3 separate regions of the Mus musculus genome follow, and all the other regions are linked to region 1. A link is a contact called in public promoter capture Hi-C data. All regions are on one chromosome and are shown on one strand. Each heading gives the region's core, a stretch centred on a gene start, on an enhancer-like site or on the middle of the called end of the contact. The rest is flanking DNA. Distances are from core to core; before and after follow the strand shown. Region 1 holds the start of Mtx3 (metaxin 3). Region 2 has its middle 18 kb from the start of Gm41019. Region 3 holds the start of A630019I02Rik (RIKEN cDNA A630019I02 gene).

Region 1 (3,418 bases), core at 781-3,280:
CAAATAAAATCAGTGTAAGTGGCAGGAGCAATGGAGAGAAGGTCACACTAAGTAATCACCTATGTGTCCACAAAGAATGATCACCCACCACCTCAGTGGCCAACAAGACACAGAGAACCCACATCCTCACTGCAGCATTTGATTTAAAATGTCTTATTGTAGGATACAGACTCTCAGCTTTATTTTTATTGCTTAGAATTTTATTTCTCAAAGCATGAACTTTCCTTTACACTGAGTCAGAAAGTTAAGTTACCTTCTTAATATGAAGGGGGCCCAGCCATCCCCCAAAAATCCTACAGTGATGCATGGTTCCTCCTCTGTGTTGTTAATATTTTATAAATCTCTACATTTACTTGTGACAATGGCTTTTTATAGTTTTGGTTGTAACCTAGCCTTTAACAGCCGAGCCATCTCTTTAGTGGAACAATGGCTTTTTATATTTACCTATGTGTAATGTCTGGTTTGTAGACTATACATTCCTAAGGAGACACTCCACATCCATCTATGTATTCTTCCAGAGCCTCCTAGTACCTCAGATGTACTCTCTGCTCAATAAATGTGTTGTTTAGTTTCAACTATACATTTGCTAAGCATTTCCTACTTAAAAAGTGTGACTAATGGACTTTTAGGATTGGAATGTCTTTTCTTTCCATTTTTGAGATATACTATTTTTGAGGCAAAATATTTAAAAAAGACTTTAGGAAATCAGAACTGTAATTTTGGAGAGTTGCCCCCTTACTGTGCAGAAAAATGCCTAGAAAATGTTGCTGAATATTATTGTTACGGCAATAGGTTTCAATTGAAGGGGACCCTAGCATCTTCTTGTGATAGAGGAAAATAGAAAACCCAAAGATGTATCAAAAGGGCTGTTCCAGAAAGACTATTGTTCTGTCTATAAAAATCACACAGCTCCCAGGTCCTGATTCTGAGATCCAAACAGTATGCCCAAATCTCCACATTGCCAAGTTTTTTCTTTAATGGTTTTTCTGAGAAATTAATATTTAGTGCATGCCCATTAGGTCCAAAGACAAGACTGGCTGAATGACTTACAATGCTTAGTCTAAAATAAAAGTGCAGAGCCCTTTGCACCAAGATTATGACCTCAAGAGAGTGATAGCAGAACATGACGTGAATGAAGAGCCTTTCTAAACACAAGACCTTCTGTGTCTTCACTGGCCCCACACCTAGGAAGCCACAAAGAGCTTCTGTAGAGTGGATGGCAAAAGGCCTGTGAATATGGACAGAAGCAAAATTCAAAATTCAAGTGCATACAGGGAGCCTCAGGAAGCTGGAAGAAATTCATGATTTTGAAAAAGCTAAGTTTAACTCAAAAAAAAAAAATCTTTTTATGTGTGTGCTTTGCCTGCACGTATGCACCACGTGAAGGGCTAGTGCCGGTACAGGCCAGAAGAGGGACTCAGGTCTCAAAGAACTGGAGTAAAATGACTGTGAACACAGCGTAGGTTGGGGGAACCAAGACAAGTCTTCAAAAACTGCTCTTAACTGAGCAACCTCTCCAGCCACACTAAACTTAGTTTGGGGAGAGCCACTAGAGAGGAAAGCCATTCTGAATTAAAGGAGTGTGCACGTTGGAGTCCCCTGTTAAAAACTTAGGAACAGGGTTAATTTTGAATGAGGTTGAATCACATTAACATAAGAATGCCAACTGAAATTGAGACTGGAAAGGCAGGCAGGCAAAGGACCATCACAATGACTGAACATCGCAAACTTGTACCGACGACCTCCATGTCAGTTTAAACTACTTTTGTACAGATTTATATATACCATAGTGATGCTTTCAAGTTTTGTTGTACATTAATACTGAATGCAATAAATACTTGGAGGACTCTTAGGAGGTCTGTTTCCCTTCCGGCACAGCTCCTAGTCTGGTTGCTAAACCTTCTCTCAAAGGCCTGCTGCTGTCCTTTCTGACTCTGTCCAAAGCCCCAAGGAGTCAGTCCCAGCTCCTCGTCCCGCCCCCCTCCATTCCACGTGCTGGAGAGTGGGCGGTACGAGTACTTCCGGGTGACAGAGGTCAGCCCCGGCAAGATGGCGGCCCCCATGGAGCTCAGCTGCTGGGGAGGAGGCTGGGGTCTCCCTTCGGTCCACAGCGAGTCCTTGGTGGTGCTGGTGAGGCCGCCTCGCGGGCCAGGGCGCGGGAGGACTGGGCTGGCTAGCCGCGGGCTCCGCTGGAGACCGGCGGGCCGCTTGCAAGCGTCAGGTCCCGGCGGCCCGGCGGCGCTGTTCCTGCAGTTGGAGAAGCACACACGCGGCCCCGCAACCTCAGGCCCTGCCTCCTGCATCCGAGGTCCCCAGGAGCGGGGAGCCTGCGCGTCCCCGATGGCGGACGGGGGAGGGGCGTGGGCAGCCTCAGGCTGCCTTTGAGGGTGCATCAGTCAGAGCCGTGCTGCAGACCTTGCAAGCCTGCTCTCAGTGTCTAAAATCTCTTATTGCAAACTCTGTTTCAGGCTTATGCCAAGTTTTCTGGCGCGCCCTTGAAAATCAATATTATAGATAACACCTGGAGAGGGTCAAGAGGTACAGTATAAGCTTTCAAACGCCCCCCTCTCTGCCCTTTTCAACAGTTGCATCCCTTTCTGCATTACAGCCATATAGCCCAAGAGTACTTGGGGCGTCTTAGCTTCTTAGAATGACCTTGGCTGTGTGTTGGTTGTGTTTGGTCATTTCGAGTAAGAACTAAAGGTACAAGACAAACCTGGAAAATTGGAGAGACGAAAATGTTTTTTAGTGCTGCCCTTTGTAAAGCCCACAGAAGTTTATACCCATACTCTTCCATGTGCCAACTGGTGTAGTTTTTAAGGCATTGTAATCTTCAGAATAAATCACGGTGTTTGCTTGTGTGTAAATTGTTTTTGATTATAGGTGATGTACCAATTTTGACAACTGAAGACAGCATTGTTTCTAAGCCTGCAAAAATTCTAAACTTTCTAAGAAAACAGGTGGGTAGCTCCTTTAGAAGAAGTAGGTAGTTTTCTGCATGTTACTCATTATTATTATTATTATTATTATTATTATTGTTATTTCAGACTGGGTTACATGCTAATCTATGCTGCCACTGTGCAGCACAGACTGGCTTTAAATGCTAGAATTGTGGGTGTGACAATTACACCTGGCATCCTGTATGACTTATTTTTAGTTCACTATAAGGTGATTTTAATTTTTGGGGCAACTGGGAATGCCTGGATCTTGACAATAGAGAAACAAAGACTTGCTTACTGGTGCTGAAAGGCATGCATTTTATTTTACTGTGATCTGGAAGTTTAATGAAGTATATGTAATGTATTTATTGTGAATTTCTTGAAAAGGATATAAGATTCAATTTAGTTATTCAGACTTATTCTTGTTGATAATGTTATCACTTTAGTCCTGTTGTTACTATACATTTCATGCTAAGTGT
Region 2 (3,118 bases), core at 605-3,104, 140 kb after region 1:
AACAGAAGTTCTTCATCAGCAACAAAAGAATCTCACAGAGGACTCAATGCTGACAGGCCCTTGGGATAGCTGATCCAGAGAGCAGTGAACCATCTTATACTGGAGAGATAGTGGAGATGGGCAGCTGGCCATCGGAATCTCTGCTCTCCCCTCCACAGGGTGGACTTGGTACCCATAATCTAAGAGCTGGGGACATAAAAACAAGTGGGCCCCTGGGGCTGGTTGGCCAGTCCTCAAAGCTTAATTGTCAAGCTCCAGGCCAGTGAGTAAGAGAACCTGTCTTAAAAAGTATTAGAAAGGTAGAAAGGTGGACTGTGCCTGTGGAATGATATTCATTCTCTCTCTCTCTCTCTCTCTCTCTCTCTCTCTCTCTCTCTCTCTCTCTCTCTTTCCCCCCTCATATGTCACCTGCACACACATATAAAATTTAATGTAATGTACAGAGGATGCCAATGAATACACATGCTATTCATGTCGTTCATTACTGTTACCTTCATGGAATTATCAGACATTATTTGAAAGTTAGTTAATTCTAGGAGACTGTTCTATGGTTATAGCCCATCTCTAAGCGACTGTGACCATTACACGTACATCAAAATGCAAAACAAACAAACCCTCATCGATTCCCTTAAGGTTTTTAGAAACCTTATTAGAACAGTCAACTAGAAACTTTACAAGCCAAAGCTGCGGAATCAGTTCTTTCTTAAGAGCAGGACAGGTGACTCAAAGCCCAATTCACCAGGTGCCTCTGCCATTCAGCTGCAGGTCCAGCTATGGCCAGCAGAGGGCAGTGTTATACACAGACTTTGCCACTTTGGACGCTCACTGTCCGTGGTTTGGGGTATTCTTTTCCGCCTTATTTTTAATCGCCTGTCTCTGAAAGAAAAGCTGTGGTATTTCAGAAGTGACTGTTTTTCCCCAGGTTCTTATCTGCTTGTGTTGCGTTTTGTTACCTTGCCTGTTTCTGCTGGCTGCAACAGGCTCGGGTGATGTGGGGAGGCATTCTAGGCTGGAAGGGTAGAAATGGGCTCTGCAATAGGTGTGCCCTGGAAAGTGGGGGCGTCCCCAAACTCCCACCTTTTCCTCGAATCTGCTTGTGCAGCCACCTACTCTCTTTGTCTTTTCTTGGGTCTCTCTTCACCTGCCTTGTTTCTGCCGCTGACTCCATCCATTTCTCTCCCACACCATAGCAAGCCTGGGGCTACAGTGACCTCCAGTGATGCCTAATTGTGCGGTGCCTGTGAACATTTTCAGAAGCTCCTGTGTGAGGCCCTGGGACCCACTGGTGAGCCCAGTAAGAAACTGTGTGGCTCTTTCCTGTCCCCTCATCTCTTCATAATGCTTCCTAAAAGAGCTGAACTCCGGCACCCCCTTCCCTGGAAAACCTCTCTGGATCTTGGACTGACGCCGGCATTCCCGGCATCCCCTCCGTGATGCTTATGACAGTGTCAGCTCCTCACCGTTGCCTGTCCCTCTCTAAAGTCTGGGAGTCAGGAACTCTTTCTTCCCTTTCCCTCTTTGCATTTATGCTGCAAGCTTCTTTTGGGACCTTGAGGACAGAAACGCGAAGAGTCTTGATGTCGGTCCTCCCAGCGTGGGGCACGCCGCCTCATCCAGTTAACTAGCAGGCAGAATCTGGGCCCAGCAAGTTGTTCTTTCCTTCCCTAAAGACTTCTATAGACAACAGCCCCTGGCCTCTGTCTCTGAAACTCCCACTCACCCTCGCATCCACTAGCCATCTGTCTCCCTCCCATATTTCTGACCTTTCAGAGAACAGATGAGTCAGACACCCTGTCTAGAGTCCACAGACATTCACTTCATCTCCAGCCTCTCCAGATCATGTGCACTGGTGACTACATCTAATTTCTCCTTGAACTGCCTGCCTTGCTCTCTCCAGTGGCCTCACCTTGCCTGTGCTTCGGCCCCACTTCCTCCTGTGGGCAGCCCAGCCTCAGTCCTCCTGTGGGCAGACTGTGTGGTCCCCAATCCTGTGGGCAGCCCAGCCTGTCCTGTTTTCAGCTCCGGGGGCTTAAGTGTTGTTTTCTCTCCTTGTGACTCAAAATGAGTGTGGACTCAGTTCTCAACATCAGAGTAGAATGACATGTTGACCATAGAGATCAGCTTAGAGGTAGACAGTGAGAGCAGCTATACCATCAGCCAACTGCAGAGTCGGTGGAATTAGGAGAGAAATTCTTCTGTTGGAGGAGCTAGAACAGAGGCATATTGTCATTTAAAAAAAGGATGATAGGAAGAGAGTAAAAATAATAATGCAAGCCTGGGCCTCCTTGGGATTTTCAATGACATGAATTTATATATTCTACCCACCCTGCCCCCCTTTTAAAAACCAATTAGAGCTCCTTTATCCAGCTTTGCCTGCACCTAGAACTGCTTCCTGTTCAGTGTGGCTGTAGGAGCTGCTGGTAATCCTGTTGTTTCCGCCTGATCGTCAGTTTGGTGTCTCCTGTAAGGGATCAGAGTGATCACTTCTGAGCCGCCGAGCTTACTGTTCTCAGCAATGCCCAGCTCCAATGGAGCGGAAGGCTGTTGCTGTGGTGTTGGAAATTACAGCAACATAAGGCAGCCGGTTATGAAAGGCCTCAAAACCAAGCAGTTCTGGACGTCCTTTCCGCAGTTCTCTCCTCGGGAGCAACCCACCTCCTTCCCACCTCTGTTGGTTTGGTGCATCTCCTAAGAGGAGGCCCGGAGCTCCTGAGCCTCCTTCCCCCCACCCTGATTAGAGTGCGCCCACTCTCAGTTGTGTCTGCTGTGCAGGTTTTATTTTAGGAATCTGCTTTTCTCTGGGTGCACTGGCACACATCTGCCAATGCCAGCATTCAGTAGGCTGAGGCAGGAGGATCTGGAGTTTGTGCCAACTTTGCAATACCAATGCCAGCCTTAGCTAAATGGTGAGACCCAGTCCAGAGAGCTCCAGACCAAACAGATAGCTCACAGGTGGGCACTGGCCTGGTATAAACAGGGCCCCGAGTTTGATGCCCAGGATTGAAGATTAAACAAACCACCCTGTTTTCGTAGTGTTCTGAGCACTTGATGATAAAGCTCTCTCAAATTATGGATTATAACTTATCTTTCTGTGTGCTAGTTTTAAAATCCAAATGAT
Region 3 (3,497 bases), core at 359-2,858, 250 kb after region 1:
CTATCTTCATGCTGATTGACTAAGCCATCTGGCTTTTCCAGCATCCAGGTGTTGTCCTTTGGAGAAATGAGACTCTCTTTCACTTTTGATCCTGTAACACTGGCACGCTCAGTTGTCACAAATGGCTTGGGTTGCTCCAAATTCTCCTTCTTCTCTGCCAATTGTTTAACACCCAGCTCTGGCTTATCTGCAGAAGAGCTGCTCTCATCAGGCACCTCAACAGCTTGGCCCTCATGAAGGGTCCGTTTAGGCTCTTTTTGCTCAATGGGGAGGTCAAAAGAAGCAGTCTCTAATGGAGCTGAGGCAGGCACAGGAAGCTTCCTGTTTTCTTCTTGTTCTTTTCCTCTTCTCTGAAGCTCAGCGGGGCCCTTTTCTAAGATAGAAGGCCCTGGTTCCGTTCCGATGGGTTTTACTGGTTCTATACCTAAGGATCTATCTCTATCTCTACTATCAATGAGTTCTGACCCAGCAGTTGGTACTTCTGATAACTGTTTGTGCTTCTCAGGCTCTGGGGGGAGCTTTATAAGCTCTTGCTCTCCTGACAGGAAACTCCCCGGCACTGGAGAAGATGTCTCCTCTGCTTGCCTGTTCATCTCATGTCTGAGGGCCAGTAATGTTGGAGCTAAATCATCTGAAACTACATTTTCAGAATCAGGAGACCTTGTTATCTCCTCGTGTTTGTCATTTGGCACCGTGGGTTTGGATGTGGGTGACACTTGCAATGGAGGTGGCTCGTTGTCTTCTCTCTCTACCTCAACCCCTGAGTTGACAGGAAGTTTGGGTTCAGGCCTTAACACCTCTGAGGTAGACATGCTGGGCAAAGGCAAACCACTGCCTAACTCGCTCTTCCCTACTCCCTTTAAGCCTGGGTGTTCCACAGGGCTGGCAAGAGATGGATCTGTCAGGACTTCATCCCTGCCTAATTTAGTTGAATTTGAATCAAGCTTAGTTACTGGCACTGTGGTGGCAGAAGAGCTGGCTTCTGTGTCTTTCCCCATCTCTTCCATCAATGCTGGAAGTGCAGGTGGTGCAGGTGGACTGTGTTCTGCTCCCCTCTCTCTCCCCGATGAAGCCGCAGGAAGTTCCCTGGTTATTTTGGACTCCTGTTTCACTTCCGTTTTCACTGCAGATAAAACCTTAGGTCCAGAAATAGATGTTTCCTCTGGAGGTGAGTGTGGTTTTGCCACTTCAGGCTCATTCTTTGACAACATTCTCTGTTCTAGTTCAGAAGTCACAGTTGGAGCTAAATTGAGTTTGACATCCGCCTTTGGCTCATCTCCCAAGTCAGACAAAACTGAATATTTCATCCCAGACCCTGGAACATTTGGGAGCCGAGGCTCTGGTGTCTGATCCTGCGATTTGTGTGCTGTCGCTTCTTGAGAATCCAGCACAGCTTTTTCCCTTCCGACTCTGGGCAAAGCCATCTGTTCATCTGCACTTGTTAGAGTGAGAGGTGCTGTGGGCTCCTGCTCTGGCTTAAGCACACAGGTTGACTCGGGTGAAACTGAGGGCTGAGAGGTGGGCAAAACGGATGTGGTTTCTTCCTTTACCACTGATGAGAGTGCAGAAGAGGAAGCTGCTATTGTAACTGCTGGCAGACTACTCTTTGCATCTCTCTTCTCCCATCCACTGGTTGGTGGTGGTACCAAATCTTCAGCCTCAGGCTCCAAAGATGCCTGAGTTTTCTCCTGCTGTGCCAGGATGAGATATTCAGACACAGAGGTTGAAATTGTTGGAACATCTGACATAGTTTCTGCTTGGCCGGTCTTATCTGCCGAAGGTAGCAGGCTCAGATCTTCGAACACAGGCCTACAAGGGGAAGACTCCTCCCGCTCCTGCGATGGCTCAGAATGCTCAGGCACAGGCGTGACCACTGAGGACCCCGCCTCTTCTTCATCTGCCTCTGAGAAGTAGGGATAGTCTGGAGCAGACCTCCTAGGTAGTAATTCGTCTGGCTCGACCTTGTTTTGCTCTGTTTCTGCGATTCGGTATGGTGGGATTGACACCTGTGATGCTGAATCCGGAGAAAAGAGGTCAGCCTCTTCCGTGTCCTCATCAGACAGAACAGTCTGCTCAGAGGGGGACGTTAAGCACAGTGGAGAATCCCGCCCCAGCTCTCTCTTCTCTAGTTCCTGAGTCGGATAGGGTGAGAATGAGAATTCTGACGCAAATGCAGAATCAGGGGAAAGGGGCCCAATATTGTCCTCTTCCTGCCCTTGCTCTGATAGACCTGTGGGTGAGGAGGCACCCTTTAGAAGCAGAGGAGATGTGTGGCCAAGCTCTGGTGTGGAAGAGAATGAGCCCCGCTGCTGGTCTCTGCTCCCTTCTTCTGATTGGACCACTTGTTCGGATGAGATGGCCCAGGGAGGTGGGGCATGGCTTTCAGAAAGCAGCTCAGTGGTTTGTGGGGGGAGAGCGCATTCCACTGCAGAGACCTCATTGGATGAAGATAGCCCAACTCCAATGGCTTCCTTTTCTTCTTCTAACAGGGTTGCAGGATCAGAAAGGCCTCTTGGTTTGAATTGGGGCATGTCATCTATTGTTTTTTGGGGGGATTCCCGTGTTGCATTTTGTGAAACCGAGGGTTTAAATGGCAGCTTTGAATCTGATGCGAAACTTCCACTTCCTAGACTCTCATCTTCCGATAGAACTGCCTGGCTCAGTGCTGCTGGGGGAAGTAGCCCAATATCTTCTTTCTCATCTTCTGCCTGAATGATGGGCTCAGAAACACGTTGGGACTTTAATGGGAGCTTGTGGTCACCTGTTTTCAACAGCAACTCTTGCGCATGTGCTGGAACAGAATACTCAGCCGCAGATTCAGATTCTGGTGAGTGACACACGCTCTCTGAGGCCTCATCTCCAGACAGGACTGGTGAAACTGTTGAAAAGAGTGGGGACTGGATGGCAGATGTCTTCTCAGTGGTGGATGGAGAAAGAGACTGCTCAGATACAGAGGTCATAGCTGGGGAATAAGACTCACGTTCCTCGTCGTCCTCTGAAAAGACTGCAGGTTCATTGCTAGATTTCACATCAGATACAGAAACTGCCTCTACTTCCAGCTTCTCTGGTGTATGGTTCAAATCCTGTAGGACTGAATACTCAGATACAAAAGCAGAATCGGTAGAAACAGACTCGTTTTCTTCTCTTTCTTCCTCGGACAAAGTGATACGTTCAGGTGTGAATGTCATCTGTGTTGGTAGAATGGGCTCTTTTCTGTGCTCTACTTCAGGGGACAAAGGCGATGGGGAAGTCTCCTTAGAAGCTAAAGGACTTTCCGGGTAATCAAGTTCTATGATCTCTTCTTCTAGACTAGAATCTTCGGGTTCAGTGGTATCCGTGATTGGCGTAGAAGTTTCCACTCCCCTCTCTAGTTGTGCCTTTCTAAGAACCATGGGTTCAGGCGCATGCTCCTCCTCTCTGTGGACTATGGACTCAGGCTCAGGCACATGCTCCTCCTCTCTGTGAACTATGGGCTCAGGTGCATGCCCCTCATCTCT

Evidence for each region. Promoter capture Hi-C pulls out the DNA fragments that hold promoters and counts their contacts.
Region 2: a promoter capture Hi-C map of hippocampal neurons shows a contact between it and region 1, with 2.8 times the contacts expected there. The contact joins the enhancer-like site here to the promoter of Mtx3 in region 1. A contact is called at or near these places in 8 of 39 promoter capture datasets (the 3T3-L1 cell line, the C10 cell line, hippocampal neurons and 3 more), 4 of 484 Hi-C or Micro-C datasets (brain, cerebellar granule neurons, cerebral cortex and 1 more) and 1 of 115 datasets of contacts at active chromatin or transcription factors (cardiomyocytes).
Region 3: a promoter capture Hi-C map of pre-B cells shows a contact between it and region 1, with 6 times the contacts expected there. The contact joins the promoter of A630019I02Rik here to the promoter of Mtx3 in region 1. A contact is called at or near these places in 15 of 39 promoter capture datasets (the 3T3-L1 cell line, the C10 cell line, the HPC-7 cell line and 10 more) and 1 of 115 datasets of contacts at active chromatin or transcription factors (memory CD8 T cells).

What each region holds. Positions count from the first base shown.
Region 1 is chr13:92,842,738-92,846,155 of GRCm38.p6, forward strand. Mtx3 (metaxin 3) reads left to right here and starts at 2,031. Exons shown (of 9, transcript NM_001162945.2): 1 at 2,031-2,130; 2 at 2,469-2,538; 3 at 2,884-2,960. The coding sequence starts at 2,050.
Region 2 is chr13:92,986,122-92,989,239 of GRCm38.p6, forward strand. No RefSeq gene overlaps it. Among named protein-coding and RNA genes, the nearest start is that of Gm41019, 18 kb to the right of the region's middle. Within about 2 kb of position 1,855, at least 40 of the 459 cell types and tissues checked have an H3K27ac peak or open chromatin away from gene starts, as enhancers often do. A contact at or near this core is called in brain, cerebral cortex, forebrain and 1 more, where this site is marked.
Region 3 is chr13:93,093,225-93,096,721 of GRCm38.p6, forward strand. It overlaps A630019I02Rik (RIKEN cDNA A630019I02 gene), which reads left to right and starts at 1,609. Exons shown (of 4, transcript NR_046182.1): 1 at 1,609-1,939; 2 at 2,490-2,515; 3 at 2,631-2,827; 4 at 3,309-3,497. Cmya5 (cardiomyopathy associated 5) reads right to left here. Exons shown (of 13, transcript NM_023821.3): 2 at 1-3,497.